Regions from separate parts of the Rattus norvegicus genome. Here region 2 is linked to region 1. The links are chromatin contacts, called in public Hi-C maps. All regions are on one chromosome and are shown on one strand. Each heading gives the region's core, a stretch centred on a gene start, on an enhancer-like site or on the middle of the called end of the contact. The rest is flanking DNA. Distances are from core to core; before and after follow the strand shown. Region 1 overlaps LOC102548095 (a long non-coding RNA gene). Region 2 overlaps Rnls (renalase, FAD-dependent amine oxidase).

Region 1 (3,320 bases), core at 626-3,125:
TACTCATGATTTCTGTGAGCCACCCCAGAATTTTTTTATTTTTAATATTTTGCTTAAGCTAGCGCTGTTTCATTTTTATCGCTTACAAAAAGGAAAAAAAAAAGAACCCAAACTAATTACAGTAATGATAGCAATTTTGATCTTGCTGAACATTTGCTTTGTGTCAGGAACGCTGTTTCTACTTGAGTTCAAATCTCGTCTACTCAGTGAGCTAGCTTGAAAGCTTGCTAATTTTCCCAGGATACTTTGCCTTAGTGGTCTGGGGTTTGAATCCTGATCTGCCTGATGCTTCCGTCTCTGGTTTTAACTATTCCCTAATGTATCCGCCCAACGTAAGTATGTTGCTGTAGAAGTGGACTACGGAGAGGGAGAGCCAGCATGCTCCCCAAGAGGATGCCTTAAACAGGAAGACAGTCAAGAAAGAAGAAATTGTAAAGACAAGGTTTGCCTGCTCAGTGCTCTGTGGCATCTTCTTGGTGCCCAGCTCTTAATTGGTTATAGCACCTCCGAGGAGTCTCATCTTTTCTCTAACAGCAAGGAAAACCAGTGTTGAGTCCTGTTCCAGTCCATGTGTGTGCGAGGTGCGTGTGGTTTAAGAGGGTGACTTTACGAGGCTTCTCCTCTAGCCATCAGCAGTATCCTTTGCCTTGAGACAGTATACTTTCAGGCAGTTCAAACTCACGCCTGTCACTCACGCACAGGTTCGCTGTCTCTACAATGTCATTGGCTCTCATTCTGGGCCTGTCCTAATCCCGACCAATCAAGAACCACAGTTGCCTCTTTCAAGATCCCAGTAGCGTTTGATGATTCGCCCTAATAGCATCACACATTAAAACCAGAGTAGAGACTCACACCCCTGCCTCCCTCCATAGCTCAAAAGACTTAGCGAAGGCTTAATGGGGCACTGGATCTTGGAGGCTGTGAGATTTTTGTGTGCATCTAATTGAAAAAAATGTATGTTCATCTATCGTGATACAACACCTATTGGCAGCCATACTATTTTACAAGGCTGTTTCTTCCCATGTCTCCCTTTAAGGATGCCATGGTTTCAGGAATTGATGGGATTAGTTACACACTCGGAAAGGAGCCTAACATCAAGTAGTTATTTGCTGCTGCCAAGATGTGGGCTTGCCATTTTCCTTAGCTGCAGTACATCTTGTCGGGAGCATCCGCCCAGTACAGAGAAAGGAACCATGTTATGTGTTGATCAAAGGTGGCTAGCAAGAGCCGTGCATCTGTAGAACTTCTCTTTCCTCTGGATGGGTATATAGCAGTGACAGTTTTTGCTGCATCACAAAGATGTCTCAGGATAAAGAATAGAATTTCAGGAAACCCAGATAAAACTAGCCTCTGGGGGATTAACAACAAACAAAAACACACAGGCAAATGATCGGAGAGAAAGGCAGAGCTCTCAGCAGAAAGCTTTTTCTAAGGAAATGGCCACAATTTCCCTTTTACATAATTGCCATAAATGCACAGCCAAATTAAATGTGTCATAGATAAAATTACCAACCGAAGTACCACCCGGCTGTCTCCTGTGAGCTGAGAGTTTGCGAATGCAGTGTTCTCCGGCGAGCGTCGCAAATCCACATAATGTTCCCGAGTGCTAAATTTGGAGCTCTGATTTAGCTGACAGATGTTTAAAATCACATTGGATTGGACAACTCCCCGAGGAGGACACAGCTGCAGATGTGAAAGAGAACAAGCTAAGGGCTTTAGGAACAGCTTCTCTTCCCTATCAGCCTTCTTCGATGGGGCTCTGTGGGAGAAGGATCATTTCTGTGCTGAATTCACCAACCCCCAACCTCCTGTTGAACTGACGCTGAGATGAACGCAGAGGCTGCACACTGGACAAAGTGTAGGATGCTACACTTCACCTGAGCTGGTCACACGGGGGCTGTGGGCTCCTTGAAAACAGGCAGGTAGCCACCATACCTTGGAGCCTGGCTTGCTCCTTTGGTAACATCTTATGATCAGAAATGAATGTAATTCTGAAAATCGAGACTTCTGCATCAGTATTTAACTGGCAACCTCTTCTTGGGCAAGGTTGAAATGCTCTCCCCAATTCCCCACACTTAAATCTCCAACAGCGCTTCCTTCGTTTTTTGGAAAACAACAAAATTAAAATTATTCTAGGTTTCTGTTTTTTTTTTCTTCAAAAACACATATTTTAGGCCTGTGTCGAGACTCAGACTGAAATGGATTTGTTTTTAAAAAAAATGTCTGAGTATTTGATGTGGGAGACTAGTGACCTTTGGTATTTTGTATAAAAAAAATGTTTGATGTCTCAAATTTCCCTACTGAACTTGTATTGTTGCTGTTTTTTTTCTGTGATTTTTTTCCATGCTCTACCATCCCCCACATTCAAAACAAGCTCTTTAATTACTCAACAGAGCTCATCCTCACAGCCACCTCAGATGAATGTCACTCACATCATGATGTCGAGATTGAGTAAATCTAATTCAAACCAAAAAAATGTTTAAGACAGAGCCCAAGAGACACTGTCATTGTTGGGGGAATTTACACTGGGGTAACACCGTGTACACCAATACGTCACCCAGAATGCAAGTGTCTAACAGCATGACCCTCCGAGACTACAGAACTCCCTCACAGGAAGTAGGTGGCAGGGTCGGTAGGTATGATTCAGACCCTTTGTTCCTTGGGATGAACAGATACGATGTCAAATGGCTGACAGGCTGAGAACACAGCAAATCCAGGCAAAACCGATGAATCCCTGGAGCCTTGTCTATGTTCAGCCTGTGCAGCCAAAGCTAGCACTGGGGGCAAATGTGGAGTAAACAGGGAAAGAAGAAGCAAAGTGTAAACACCGGTAAGGGAAGCTCACACAGGGTCTTGTGCTACAAATTGTGAATGCCATACTTCGTGACTCACTGAAGGAAGCCCATTTTATGCCATGATTTAATCTATGATACACTATCTTTCAAACCACGGATCTACTCAATCTGTAGCAGAAAGTTAGACACTGCGTCTTTACCAGAGTTTGAATGGGAGAAGGGGAAAGATGATTAAACTCTCATGAGGATCTGTATGTTTTGCTTTATGACAACAAATACTTATTTTTTTCACTCTAAAAAATTTTGGTAAAATAATTGAACCACATGATAATCACAAAAGTAATTCTGTTGGCTAAGGACTCTGTGGAACATATGACTCATTAGGGAAGACCTTTGGCCACTGGAGTACAGGTTTCTGGGTCTCATAAATCAAAGTATGTCCATGAGGATAAAGTGGAACAAAAGATAGCAATAATATTTTGAGAAGGCGAGAAGAGGTTCGGGGTGCAAAAACGTTGTTAGTTT
Region 2 (3,413 bases), core at 242-2,741, 110 kb after region 1:
CCTGCTTGGTTGCTGTGGGTGGGAGCAGAAGAGGTAGAGACAGGGAGAGGAGAATGCGTAGACATTTGGATCAGCTGGGTTGCGCTCTGTCGGATGGTCTCACGAAACTTTAATTGCTGCTTTGATGCCGAGTGGCAGTGCACCGTCCTTGCCAGGCCTGACTCGAGAGGCTGCTTGCACGGAGTCAGACGTGGCTCTTGTTGCACTTTCGAGCACCTCATGGCAGCGGCTCTTTTACGTTAAGGAGGAAACTCTGTGGTTAAACTGTAGCCTAGGTATTTTTAGAGCCGTTACCATGTTAACCAAATTTCATACATTTCACCTGCAGGATATGCACTAACACCAAGGCCTTCCTTAAAGGCTACCTCCCCAAATAAATAATTAAAATATGTGAACAATTAATACTGTTTTTAGGACTAAGACCATGCTGTCTGAGAACACATTCCCTAGTACTGACACCTTTTCTCTTCTATATTTTTTTCTTTTTTGAATGGATGGACGGTAATGTCTTTAGGAAGTACCTTTTTCTTTGATACAAGTGACTTGAAGGGCTAGAACCAAAAGCTTAAAGCTGGTTAGTTCTAAAGGTCAGAGCCCGAAGGCAGCGACTCCTTTGTTAATCATTAAGCTTTTCTAAGCTTCTTCTGACAGAATTCTGGCTTTGTGCCCCCTGTCTTGGGTCATTTTACACTGTGAATCCTTATGCTGCTCCAGCTCTTAAGAATGCAGCAAAGGTTAGGAGAAAGACATAGCTCTTGTTGCTGTTTTCTCCTAGTCAATCTGGCATCGCCCTTATGCTTTCGGGAGGCAGAGGCAGTTTGTGTCGAGGGCATCTTCACTCGCCCAGCTGGAGAGCATTTAAAGAGGACCCATGGGTCCAGATGTGATGGAAGGAACACCCACTTAGCCATAAAGTGAGAGTCCCCATCGTTGCTGACCAGTGACTTTCACCACTAATCCCATCACTGAAAGTTCAAGATAGAACAGAACAACTGAGTGCTATCAAATATTATCTTCCACCATCAGCTTTGACATACTTAGAATCCGCTGTGTTAGCCCAATGAGGTTCAAATGACAAGATGTCTCACTGCCAAGTTCAATGCCAGTTTATCTTCTAGTCATCTGAATAAAAGTCACTCCGCACCAAAAAAATTCCCTTAAACACAACTAAATTCGGTTTTATGGACCAAGGGACATTAAGCTGCTAAAACACATGCTTTCAAAGTCGAATGTGGAAAAGCTGCCCTGTTTCTCAAGGGAAAAAATACACAGTTAAACCTTGCTTATTCATAATAACCCAAACTTCCGGAAGGCTTAAGCATTTGGAATTGCTCCAAACCCAAAAGAGGGGAGGAGGGAAAGGGAAGGGTTTGGAGAGCAAGGGGATGGGGAGGGGGGTTGGAGGAAGAGAGGGACAGAATGAACCAGCAGCAAGCAAGCCAGTTTTTAGAAGTAGACCTGAAACCCTAGCAACACTGAAAGGAGACCTGGAGCTTGCATCTGATTGGCTTACCAGCCAGAAGGAATGCTGAGCTCTGATTGGCTAGTGATGATGTCTCCAAATAATCAGCCTTTTGCAGGGAAGCAAATTTATCTGGCAGAAAAGACAGGAGGTAGAAGAAGCAGGCAAGAAGCAAAGGGAGGGGGACAGGGCAAAATGAATGGCAGGTTATTTGTAACAAAGGTGGCAGCTGAGATGACAAGGAGGACAAAAATAACTATTTATGTAACTGTTTACAGTTTTTACAAAATGGGCTCCGTATAATCACTGATATTGTCTTCAGAAGGACCTTCAAGGATTGCAGAAGTGAAATGACATTCCCTAGGTTACACAGCTAGTAAGAAAAAAGCTGAGCTCATCCAGCTCTAATCCAGGGCTGTTGACACCACAGTCTCTGGAGAGAACAATTTGGAGTTCTTCTGAGGAACAGAGAGCTAATCCTCTGATCACAGACCACCAGCAGCCACATGAGCTACAGTTTAGTGGGAGATGCAGAAAGGGTGAAGGGCTCCCTGCCCTTCGCTACACAGAGCTTGAAAACATCGCCCAAGGAACATCTCCATGCACGTTAGGAAGAACAGCCCCCCCCCCCGTTGTCCCAGCTAAAAACATGCAGATCACTTATATCTCAACTTTCTTTCCATATGCAATGCCTCCGTAAGGCCTGCGGATGCCACGTCTAAACCACTGAAGTCAGGTGCTTATGTCATACCGCTGGTTGCCATGTTCTCCTCTGAGCCACTGTACTCTGTACTGGGGCCTCAGTTCGCTGCTCCAGTTTTGTTTTGTGCTTCCCTTGCTCCCCTAACTTCATCTTTGTCCTGCTCAATCGATACTTTGGAACATGCTACACTATAAATGAAATTCAAGGTTCCTAGCAGGGTCCAGCCTGAGTTCACTGTGAGTGCCTCTGCCTAGGGCATATTGCTCTGCACATGGAGGCCTCCTTTGTGTACCTAGAGCAGAACTTCTCACCCCAGCAGAGGAGCCTTTAGCCAGGCTGCTCTTGTCGTCACGTCATCAGACTGCAGGCTCCCAGGGCCTTTCCTACGAGCTGGTCTAAGTTCCCTGCTATTTCTTTCATGAATTCCTTTTATTGGCTTCCTGTTGATTTCTTGACCGAAGAATTGTTTTTATTTGACTGCTTAGCCCTTCTTTTATATGTTTCTCTACTAGTCATGTTCTATTAAGTCAAAATCTAGTATTTCATATACTATTACTAGCCTAGAAGCCCAGGAAAGTAGTGCGTAATGGGTCCTTAATAGTTGTACTGATGAATAATGAATGAATGAATGAATGAATGAATGAATGAATGAATGAATAATGAATGAACGAGCACCTGAGCTTTAGCTTTACTGGTGTTCCATGTCACCTCTCCACTAACAACTATGCACAGGGCTCCTGCAGGGTGGCCTGTTGTCTTGTGGTTCTTTTCAAAGTCGTGATTGGTAGTAAAATGCCATCATTTAGAAAGTTTTGTAGAATTCCTAACAAAATTTCTGAAAAGGGGAGGAAAATCTTATTTAGATTGAAGCTTGGGGTATGGTAACAATGTATGGGTATCACTCTTTGGGAATGTAAGTTGTTAATTTTTTTTTTTTTTGCCAAAATTGTGTCTCTAAGGGATGAACATATCTTTAGCAAAATGAATCAACCTATGGGGTTGTAAAGTCATAACTGAACCAATGTCTTGGTCAAAGTATTGCTGTTTTAATTATGCTCATTTATTTCAACATTCCAAATCTGGAAAATTTTTAGCTGCCCCATTACAGTTTCTTTTGCAAGTGAAAATTGTCATGATGCCCTCTGGTGGAATTAAATTTTTTCTTCCTTCCTTCCTTCCTTCCTTCCTTCCTTCCTTCCTTCCTTCCTTTCTTCCTTCCTTCCTTCCTTCCCTCCCTCCCCCTGCTCC

The links. Hi-C and Micro-C count contacts between places; a contact is called where the count stands out from the background.
Region 2: a Hi-C map of kidney shows a contact between it and region 1, with 4 times the contacts expected there. The contact joins two enhancer-like sites. A contact is called at or near these places in 8 of 12 Hi-C or Micro-C datasets (the A7r5 cell line, frontal cortex, hepatocytes and 3 more).

The regions. Positions count from the first base shown.
Region 1 is chr1:240,430,111-240,433,430 of GRCr8, forward strand. All of the region lies in intron 4 of LOC102548095 (a long non-coding RNA gene), which reads left to right. Among named protein-coding and RNA genes, the nearest start is that of Rnls, 290 kb to the right of the region's middle. Within about 2 kb of position 1,876, at least 30 of the 93 cell types and tissues checked have an H3K27ac peak or open chromatin away from gene starts, as enhancers often do.
Region 2 is chr1:240,541,005-240,544,417 of GRCr8, forward strand. All of the region lies in intron 4 of Rnls (renalase, FAD-dependent amine oxidase), which reads right to left. Among named protein-coding and RNA genes, the nearest start is that of Rnls, 180 kb to the right of the region's middle. Within about 2 kb of position 1,492, at least 44 of the 93 cell types and tissues checked have an H3K27ac peak or open chromatin away from gene starts, as enhancers often do.